Regions from separate parts of the Anas platyrhynchos genome. Here region 1 is linked to region 2. A link is a contact called in public Hi-C data. All regions are on one chromosome and are shown on one strand. Each heading gives the region's core, a stretch centred on a gene start, on an enhancer-like site or on the middle of the called end of the contact. The rest is flanking DNA. Distances are from core to core; before and after follow the strand shown.

The links. A called contact is a pair of places that touch in the nucleus more often than the background predicts.
Region 1: a contact with region 2 is called in a Hi-C map of skeletal muscle, with 4 times the contacts expected there. The contact joins two enhancer-like sites. A contact is called at or near these places in 3 of 8 Hi-C or Micro-C datasets (liver, skeletal muscle and subcutaneous adipose tissue).

The regions. Positions count from the first base shown.
Region 1 is chr5:23,389,050-23,393,091 of IASCAAS_PekinDuck_T2T, forward strand. It overlaps LRRC74A (leucine rich repeat containing 74A), which reads right to left. Exons shown (of 12, transcript XM_072038425.1): 12 at 3,011-3,244. The coding sequence ends at 3,169. Among named protein-coding and RNA genes, the nearest start is that of ANGEL1, 19 kb to the right of the region's middle. Within about 2 kb of position 1,477, at least 4 of the 8 cell types and tissues checked have an H3K27ac peak or open chromatin away from gene starts, as enhancers often do.
Region 2 is chr5:23,140,975-23,145,050 of IASCAAS_PekinDuck_T2T, forward strand. POMT2 (protein O-mannosyltransferase 2) reads left to right here. Exons shown (of 21, transcript XM_038180523.2): 11 at 758-827; 12 at 2,339-2,417; 13 at 3,142-3,293. Among named protein-coding and RNA genes, the nearest start is that of POMT2, 13 kb to the left of the region's middle. Within about 2 kb of position 1,712, at least 2 of the 8 cell types and tissues checked have an H3K27ac peak or open chromatin away from gene starts, as enhancers often do.

The DNA of each region.
Region 1 (4,042 bases), core at 227-2,726, 250 kb after region 2:
GAATTAAAATTTTCACTGGCACTTACAGTTTTTTGCTATTTTAGTTGCATCGAGCCACACAAAAGGACATAAGGTTTCACCTACATCCTCCAGAGAGATTCATTTTCTTTAGAGTTTGTGCATTTGGTGAAGTAGATAATTTTAACTTATCTAAACCCTTCTGGAGATAGAAATTTGGGCACAAATTCATCAGCTTTCTCTTTCTCTCTTTCCGTGAAAGAAACCATCCAGTCTCCCTGGAGGTTTTCCGTGGTGTAAAGGTACAACCTAGCTGCCACATCATTGTTGAATCTGGAGTTTAAGTGGACACTCGAATAAATAAAAGTCACACCTGCCGCCGGCCAGTACGCATCTATATTTGATTATGTTGTTTTCTTACAGAAGACTGTGTTTTTGATGGCTGTAGCTAATCTAGAATCTCAAGGGTGATAATTGGACAAATCAGTTTAGTTGGGCAGCCAGTTCTGTGCAAACCTAAGCAGAATAGTAATGCATGACTAATACACAACAGCACTGTGCATGAGATAAAGATTCATGTGTAACATATGCAAGACAAACCCAAGATGCTGCAGGAATAAAAGATGAAGATATTTCCTGGTATATACGTGCTACTCCCTGCTCAGAAGTGCAGCCCTGAGCTGCAGAACAAACACGGTGCTCTCTGGACAGTGGAGCACAGCCCTCACTCTCTGCTGTCAGTACCCAGAAAGCAAACCTTAGTCTTTTTTTTCCACACAAGTCTAGAAACGGTGAGAAACTTCTCACCTCTGATCCAGCTTAACTGACTCATAGAGCATCTGCGTGCTGATAAGCCAAGAGGTTCATTTTGGAAGAAAATCTGGGTTTTCCTAAATCATCATCTCTGTGAGGTAACAATGGTTGCCAGTCATGAAAAACAAAAACAGAAACCCACTATTTTTTGTACAAATACAAATCGTTAGCTGGTCCCAAACATCTGATAGCCTCCAGCCTTAGTTCTCAGCCTGCACATTTTGGTGTTTGTAATGTACGCCTCTGAGGCTGAAAAAAGACTCAAAATGGGAGTTTTGGGGGTTGTGGGGAAACAAGCCACACAGATATTTTACACTGGCAGTGAATGGTGACCACTTGGTCAACAAGCTTGGTGCTGCTGGAGAAGGGCTGCGAAATGACCCGTGAGTTTTAAAGAGCAGCCCCTCCAGAAATGCTGGGCAAGCGCACCCGGGCCTGTGGGCACCTGCAGCAGCTGCAGCGGGGCCGAGAAGGACCCAAACTGCCCTGCAGCGGGGACACCTCCCCGTGCACACCCCAAAGGTGGGCCCCGAGAGACACCAGGGCGTGAAATTTAGCATTATTTTAGGACAGAAGGCAGGGAGCCGTTTCCAGAAGAGGGGCTGAAAATGGCCTCCGGCCGCTGGGTCTCGGGGCCTGGCGCCTGCAGGGCGGGGAGGCCCCGGGCCGCGCTCCCCGCCCCAGCGCTGGTGCTGAGGGGACATCTGGTGGCCGGCGCCGGCAGTCGCAGAGCCCTGCAGCAGGAGCGGTGTCTCAGCAGCTCTGCTTTAGGAAGAAGTGCTCTTGATTGTAAAATGGCAGGCACGCCGCCCCTCGCCCTGCTTGTCACGTAGGAAAGGGTGGGCTCCACGGTGGGCCGCGGTATTCAGGAGGAAGATCCTGCAGGGCTGGTGTGTGGTGCTGTGGAAGCACGCCTCAGTGCTCAGTAACAGCTGAGGAAAGCTAACAGCATGCTAGGAGTGATTAGGAAAGGAAAAGAGAACAACAACAAACCCCGCAGTGTTATGTCTGTGCAAACTCCCCAGTGTCCTGAATGCTTTTTGCATTTCTTATTCCCATATATTCCATCTGGGAACGGTTCAGAGAAGGGAAACAAGGACCAGCAGAGTCTGTCCTCTGAGGAGTGATTGAACGGGTGGCATTCTTCTGCTTGGAAGAAAGACAAATGTGTGTGTACAATAAATGTCCATAGACTTGTGAGTAGCTGAGGGATTGTCACAGACAGCAGAGGACACAGACTAGCTGGGGTAATGAGATAAAGGCTAGGAGTCTGTCGTGTATTGGAGATGACTACTGAGCAGCCATAGCAGCACCCTCATGTCAGCAGTCAGGCTGGCTTCTCAGGAGACACTGGAGCCACCTGAACTCTAATGGAAGATTTTTCCAGTTGAGAATTCATAGAATGAATCATAGGATGGCTGGAAGGGACCTTAGATGTCATCTAGTGAATGGATGGAGAGTGAAAAGGGTGTAATGAATGGGTAGTGAAAGGAGTTCTTCTGTTTCCTCTCTTCTTGCTGGCCAACATGTCTCAATTCTCGTAGTTTTTTTGTGGTATAGTCTATGGTGGAAGTTGCTCACATGGCAAAATGTACTTCCTGTGGATCTGCTCATCTGCACATGTGTATACTGGCCAACCTGATCTGGTGGGTGGCATCCCTGTCTATGGCAGGGGGTTGGAGTTAGATGATCTTTAAGGTCCCTTCCAACCTGAGCCATTCCATGATTCTCTGATGATATTTTTTATCATTTATTTGTAAATATTAGTATATGCAAGGCTTTCATTACTTCTTAAGGGTTGGTGAAATCTTTCTTTGTTAGCTTTTTATGTTGATTTAAAAAAAGCAGTTCAGTATCTGAGCCATTTAAAATCAGTTATGGATTCCACCCTTCTAGCATATCTTTTCCCATGGAGCTATTTAATAAAATTCCTATTACCCGTAACTTTTTAAAGCAGCATTAGCTGTAGTTTCACATGAATTTAGTTCTTCTTGCAAAGGTCTCTGCATCAAAGCAGCTAAGTCTGGTAGGGGCCGTCTGCAGGGCACTTGCTCCAGTCTTTGTCCATGTGCTTTCCTTCTAAATGGGATAACAACAATATATGAATTTTCTTGGTTTCCCCATTCCAGCTTTTGCGCTCTGTTTCTGAAAATAAGTTCAGCTTTGTCAGCATGCAGAATGATTTGGTAACCAGCCAGTCTGTTCTGCTCCCAAACAAAAGGACCAGACCTGCTGTGCAGTGGAACACCAACTTTATTTCCACAGTCAATGACTTACACTATCAGAGCTCTCCAGCATCATACCTCCCCAAGCCCAGGGCCACTCTTAGCTTTCAGTGTTTTAGAGTCAGTGTTTCTCCTACTACCTTTCACTGGGTGACACCTCCTTGCTTCATTTTTACTTATCTTCCTTCTCTTCTTCCTTCATTTTCCCTTCCACAGGGTTCTGTGCCGGCTTCTGCTCTTTTAGGTGACTGATTCAAAAGAAAAAGATGAAAAAATATTAATCTAGTAAAGTGAATCTTGCCTGTCAGATTCTTTAAGCTGTTGATAGGACCCTGAGGAACCAGTCTGAGGTGGGCACAGTAAGGACAACAAAGGTCACAACTCTTCTGACTCATCTACAAAGTGAATATTACCACTAACACACATGCTACAGTGCTAAAATGCACATAAGGAGTAGATACCTGTATTTTTTTTTCCCTACATATCAGCTCAGCAGCATTAATGGCACCGAATGAAGTCTTTGTCGTCCACTGGGTTTCAACAGTTCCTGGTTTGCTTACTGCTCAGCCACAGTTCTGTAGTTTGTGCCTAAAGTAACTGGGAACCCCATGTAACCTCTGATTCAAGATTAACCAGGCTAAGGCCCATGTAGTGCCTGAGAACAGATGCTTCTAGCACAGTACCAACAGACGCAAAGGAATAAAGACTGGATCTAACAAAGTCATTCGCTTCTCAGCTGCTCTTTGAAGACGTTAGGAGGCTAAGAGGTGAAAAGATTTGCAAAGCTGACCCATTGCTTCTAGCCTTAAAACTAGACTGCAGCACACATTTAAACCCATCAGTATGTAGTGAGGGATGGGAATATTTGGCCACGGTTAACAGGGCTTTCAGATGATGAGTCACATGTCAGAGCTGACTGCAAATCTAAGGGGAAATTTGTGGTCCAATGACAAACGGCTTAGCCTGCAGCGACTGACAACCTCCAAGGAGTTTGCTGCTGACTGCTCAGACTCTCAGAACTTGGACATGATTGCTACAGGCACTAA
Region 2 (4,076 bases), core at 462-2,961:
CTATTTGTATCTACCATTTTTTTATTTTATTTTTTTTCTCCAGGATGTACAGTAAAAGTAAATTAAGCTTTTTTTTTGGCTGAAGGTTGCATTGACAACTTTTCAGTCAGGTCGGGTTGCCAATAACAGAGAGGAAATTAATCTGAGCTCAGTTAATATTTTGTGGAGTCTGTTATTATGGCTGTGACTACTGGAGAAGTTGGTTCTTGGTATGTTCTGATACATGGTGTTCAAGTGATTTGCTTAGATGCTTCCTTGGACAACATAGATTATTGAAGGTGATATTCTCTTGATTTAGAATATCAATTAGTGTAGCTGAGGCATGTTTGGTCTAGGGTAGTTTCCTTTCTACACCTGCAGCACCTATATATAAAACAGCACCTATATTTAAAAACTGACAAGGAACACTCTAAACAACAAAAAATTCAAGTAACCTATATATTACAAAACTATAAACGGTCTTACAAGTGTCATTTTATAGTCCATGAAATTAAAATGTAGATATCTAGTTAAGAAGTTCAGTTAGCCTAGCCAGGCATCCCCTTTATTTAAGGGCACTATGTGCTGCTTTGGGTCATGTTACTCTATAGAGTAACCCTCAGGGCTGTTCTTTAAACTAGAGTAGTGATTTACACCAAGCTTACACAAACTAGTTTGCCTTGTATTGTCTGCTTGAGGCATGAATGTTCACAAAAAACCTTGAGACCCTGATTTGTTTGTCAGTGCTTTGGTGTGATTAGTTTTCTTCCTCCAGCAGATCTGTCAGACCCCTCCAGCCCTGTGGAGTTTGTGAGGCATGGAGATATTATTCGCCTGGAACATAAAGAGTAAGGACGATTTCTGGGATGTGAAGAGACTGAATGATTGAGTAGAACTGGAGGGAGATTTGGCTTGCCAAAGACTACAATGTTAGGCCAGCAGAAGCTGGCTTTGCGGCAGAGATGTCTGTACATCTGCATTGCCAATGCGGGCTTTGTGGAGGTTTTCTTCTTTGGTCTGTTTTGAAGTGTCTGTAAAATGGGAAACCTTTAACAGAACCATACAGCTTCATTATCAGTACCTGCCTAGGTGGCACAGGGATTTGTTCAACTATGTGAGGTGCAATAGTAAAGGCAACTCCTGCGAAGAAGCCATTCAAAACCCATGTTCTGTCATTTTGTGCACAAAAATGACATAAATCACAGCTCTGAGACATTTTCAATGAAAATGTTGGCTTTTGCCTTTGTGATGAATAAATGAGGGTGACGTAGGGGAGCCCTAGTGACTTGATATTTAATCTTCATCTCATCTAATGTCACAGTGCCATAATGCTCTGTGCTATCACGGCTTTTAATTCTTAACAGAAGTTCTATATTTGTGAGCCTGAAAATTATGTCTTACTGTGTTCAGTATTGCATATCCACAAGTCATTGTGTAAGTCTTCCAAAAAGATTTGAAGACCTTAAAAATGATATATTGAACTTTGGGTTTTACTGCTAAGTATACGATAATGAAAGTGGTAAAATCCTGGTTTGGCAATACTGGGCTTGCTTAACTTATGTGTTGGAAGGGAATTCTGCAGAATGGGAGGTAAAACCGCAGCGTTAGGGTAAAGATCCAGCAGGTGGCTCTCCTCTCTTTGCAGACAGATTTCATCAAGTGTGGGCAGAGGCTTTGTGTGCAGATAAGGCAGGGAGGGCTAGATGCAGCTGTGTTGTTGGCGAGGGAGGTTCATAATATAAGTAAGAACTGACCAGGATATGGACCCACTTTTCTGGTTGCCTCATCTGCCAGTCCCTGCTGGAGTGAGAGGCTCCATCTGTGGCTGGTGTAATGGGGGCCACGATTCCCCACCTCAGTAAATCTGACCAAAAGGTAGAGTCTTTCACCTCAAAAGTAAAAGTGATAATGTAGAGAGGTCAGGATCTTGTTTTGCTTCTTGCAAGAGCAGGACTGTCAGTCCCACCTTTCTCCTTTCATAAGAAGGAAAAAAGCACGTGTGTGTACGTGTGTGTGTGTGTGTGTGGACCTCAGGGCAGTTTCACCTAAATGTTTTTGATTTACGAGCTGTGGTAAATTACCACTTGGAGGTGGTGGTTTATGGCCTGAGGGCTGGATTTATTCATGGTGTCCTTCTTTGCTAAAAGTGCCCAGTGTGGCGTAAACTCAGAGTTGCATGGTGGGAAGCAGCTCTTTTGCTCTGTGGCCCTATTGCTGTCGGAGCTGTATCTTGCTCTGCCATTTGGTGGTCGAAGTGCTGGTGGCTGTCTCTAAATGCCTTAAACCAAAAGATCTTATCACAAATTGATTGAGACATTTTAAACAAACAAACAAGGTTTGACTTTTAATTTCATTCCAGAACTTCAAGAAATCTTCACAGTCACCAGCACGAGGCTCCCCTGACAAGGAAGCATTTTCAGGTCACTGGCTATGGAATAGTAAGTGAATGGCAAGAGGAAGCAAAAGCTGTTTGGGTGGGGGGGAGTTCATACTGTGCCAGGGGGATTTATTTCTGCTCTTAATTTGTTTGCCAGGGTGGTAGATGTAGCTGTAAATCTACAGGATTAGAGGAGAAGTTGGTCTAGTATAAAATAGCTTATCTTATTTAAGGTCTATTTAATATGAACACAGACAAGAAAATAACGTAAGCTTTAATGTCAGTCTAGCTTTGGCAGCCTTCAACTCCATAAATGCCAAACTGAGCAACCCTGAAGTTGCTCTGACAAGTATTATTTCGTGTATTTGGCCTTGTCACGTAGACAACTGGCTTTTGTTGACAGAATGATGACAGAAGTTTGAATCACGAAAATGAAATCTGCTTTGAGGGCTGAATTTCCAAAGGCTGTTGCCTAAACCCCTTCTGTGAAGCAGCCAAGTTACCCCTGTTTTGAAATGTAACTCTGAGCCATAGTCAAGAATGAATTTGAAGGGGAAAAAAAAAGGCTGGCAAGATAAAAATGTCTGTGGTAGTTGCTCATGTGTAGAATCCTCTGTTTTTAATGGGGAATCTCTTCTGTGAAGTCTGAGCAATGATAGTGTGGGCTCTTTTGTTTAGCTTTGTCATCACTGGAGTTTCAGAAGTTTGTATTTGCAGTACTTCAATTGCACGTGTCTTTTGGTTAGGTTTGTTTGTTTCTCTCCTATGGTGTTTTTCCATGATAGAACGGAACAGGAGACTCCAATGACTTCTGGCGGATTGAAGTGGTGGGCAGAAAGCCTGGGAAGCTTATCAAAGTCCTGCGGAGTCAGGTCCGGCTAACCCATGTGGCCACAGGGTGTTTACTGGGCTCTTCTGGAAAGACTCTGCCAAAATGGTAAGAACCTCGTATTCCTTCCCTGCCCCATCCCACATGGCCAGGAGCTACAATGTTTGTTTGCTTATTGGTACTTTTAAATTTAAACTAAGCAGTAACCACGTTTCCTCCATTTCTTTATATTTAAAAGAATAAAAAAATAACCAACAGGTACTTAAAATGCAACCAGATGATCAGGGCTAGGGTTATGCAGTGTGTTCCAGTGAAGGTGCCTGCTGGGCTGTGGCTCTGAAAAATCATATCCCCTGCCAAGAGATCTAAGATTTGCACAGGTATTGATTTTGTCATGCAGTAAGTCCAGGAGGGGATGACAGCTGTGTTCTTCAAGGCCTGTTTTAGCCTTAAGGTTCACCAAAATTGCTAGAAACTGGGGCAGTTCATGCCATTCCGTACCATAATCCTCCAAACCTATTGTTATTGGTATTAACTTCTTTTGTTGTTGGAAGTCCGTCCTGCTATTTTTACATGAGGCATTTGTAGTGTGAGGGCAACGGTAACAATCTGATGTTAACAGGGGATGGGATTTAATATGTTTACGGATTATATATCTTTATCACAAAACGAGGTGCATGCAGAGACATCCAGACTAATGCCAAACAAGCTGCTGTATCTGCACAGCTCCACTGTGTGGGATGCTAACATGGATCCTGAAGCAGCAGGCTTCTGCTTCCAGAGCTGCTTCTGTCACTGCTATCTTAGGTTTCCCTTCACTGTTTTATGGTTTAAAAAAAAAAAAGCTACTAAGAAATCCGGTGGATGCTGAATCATGGTGAGTGCAGGCAG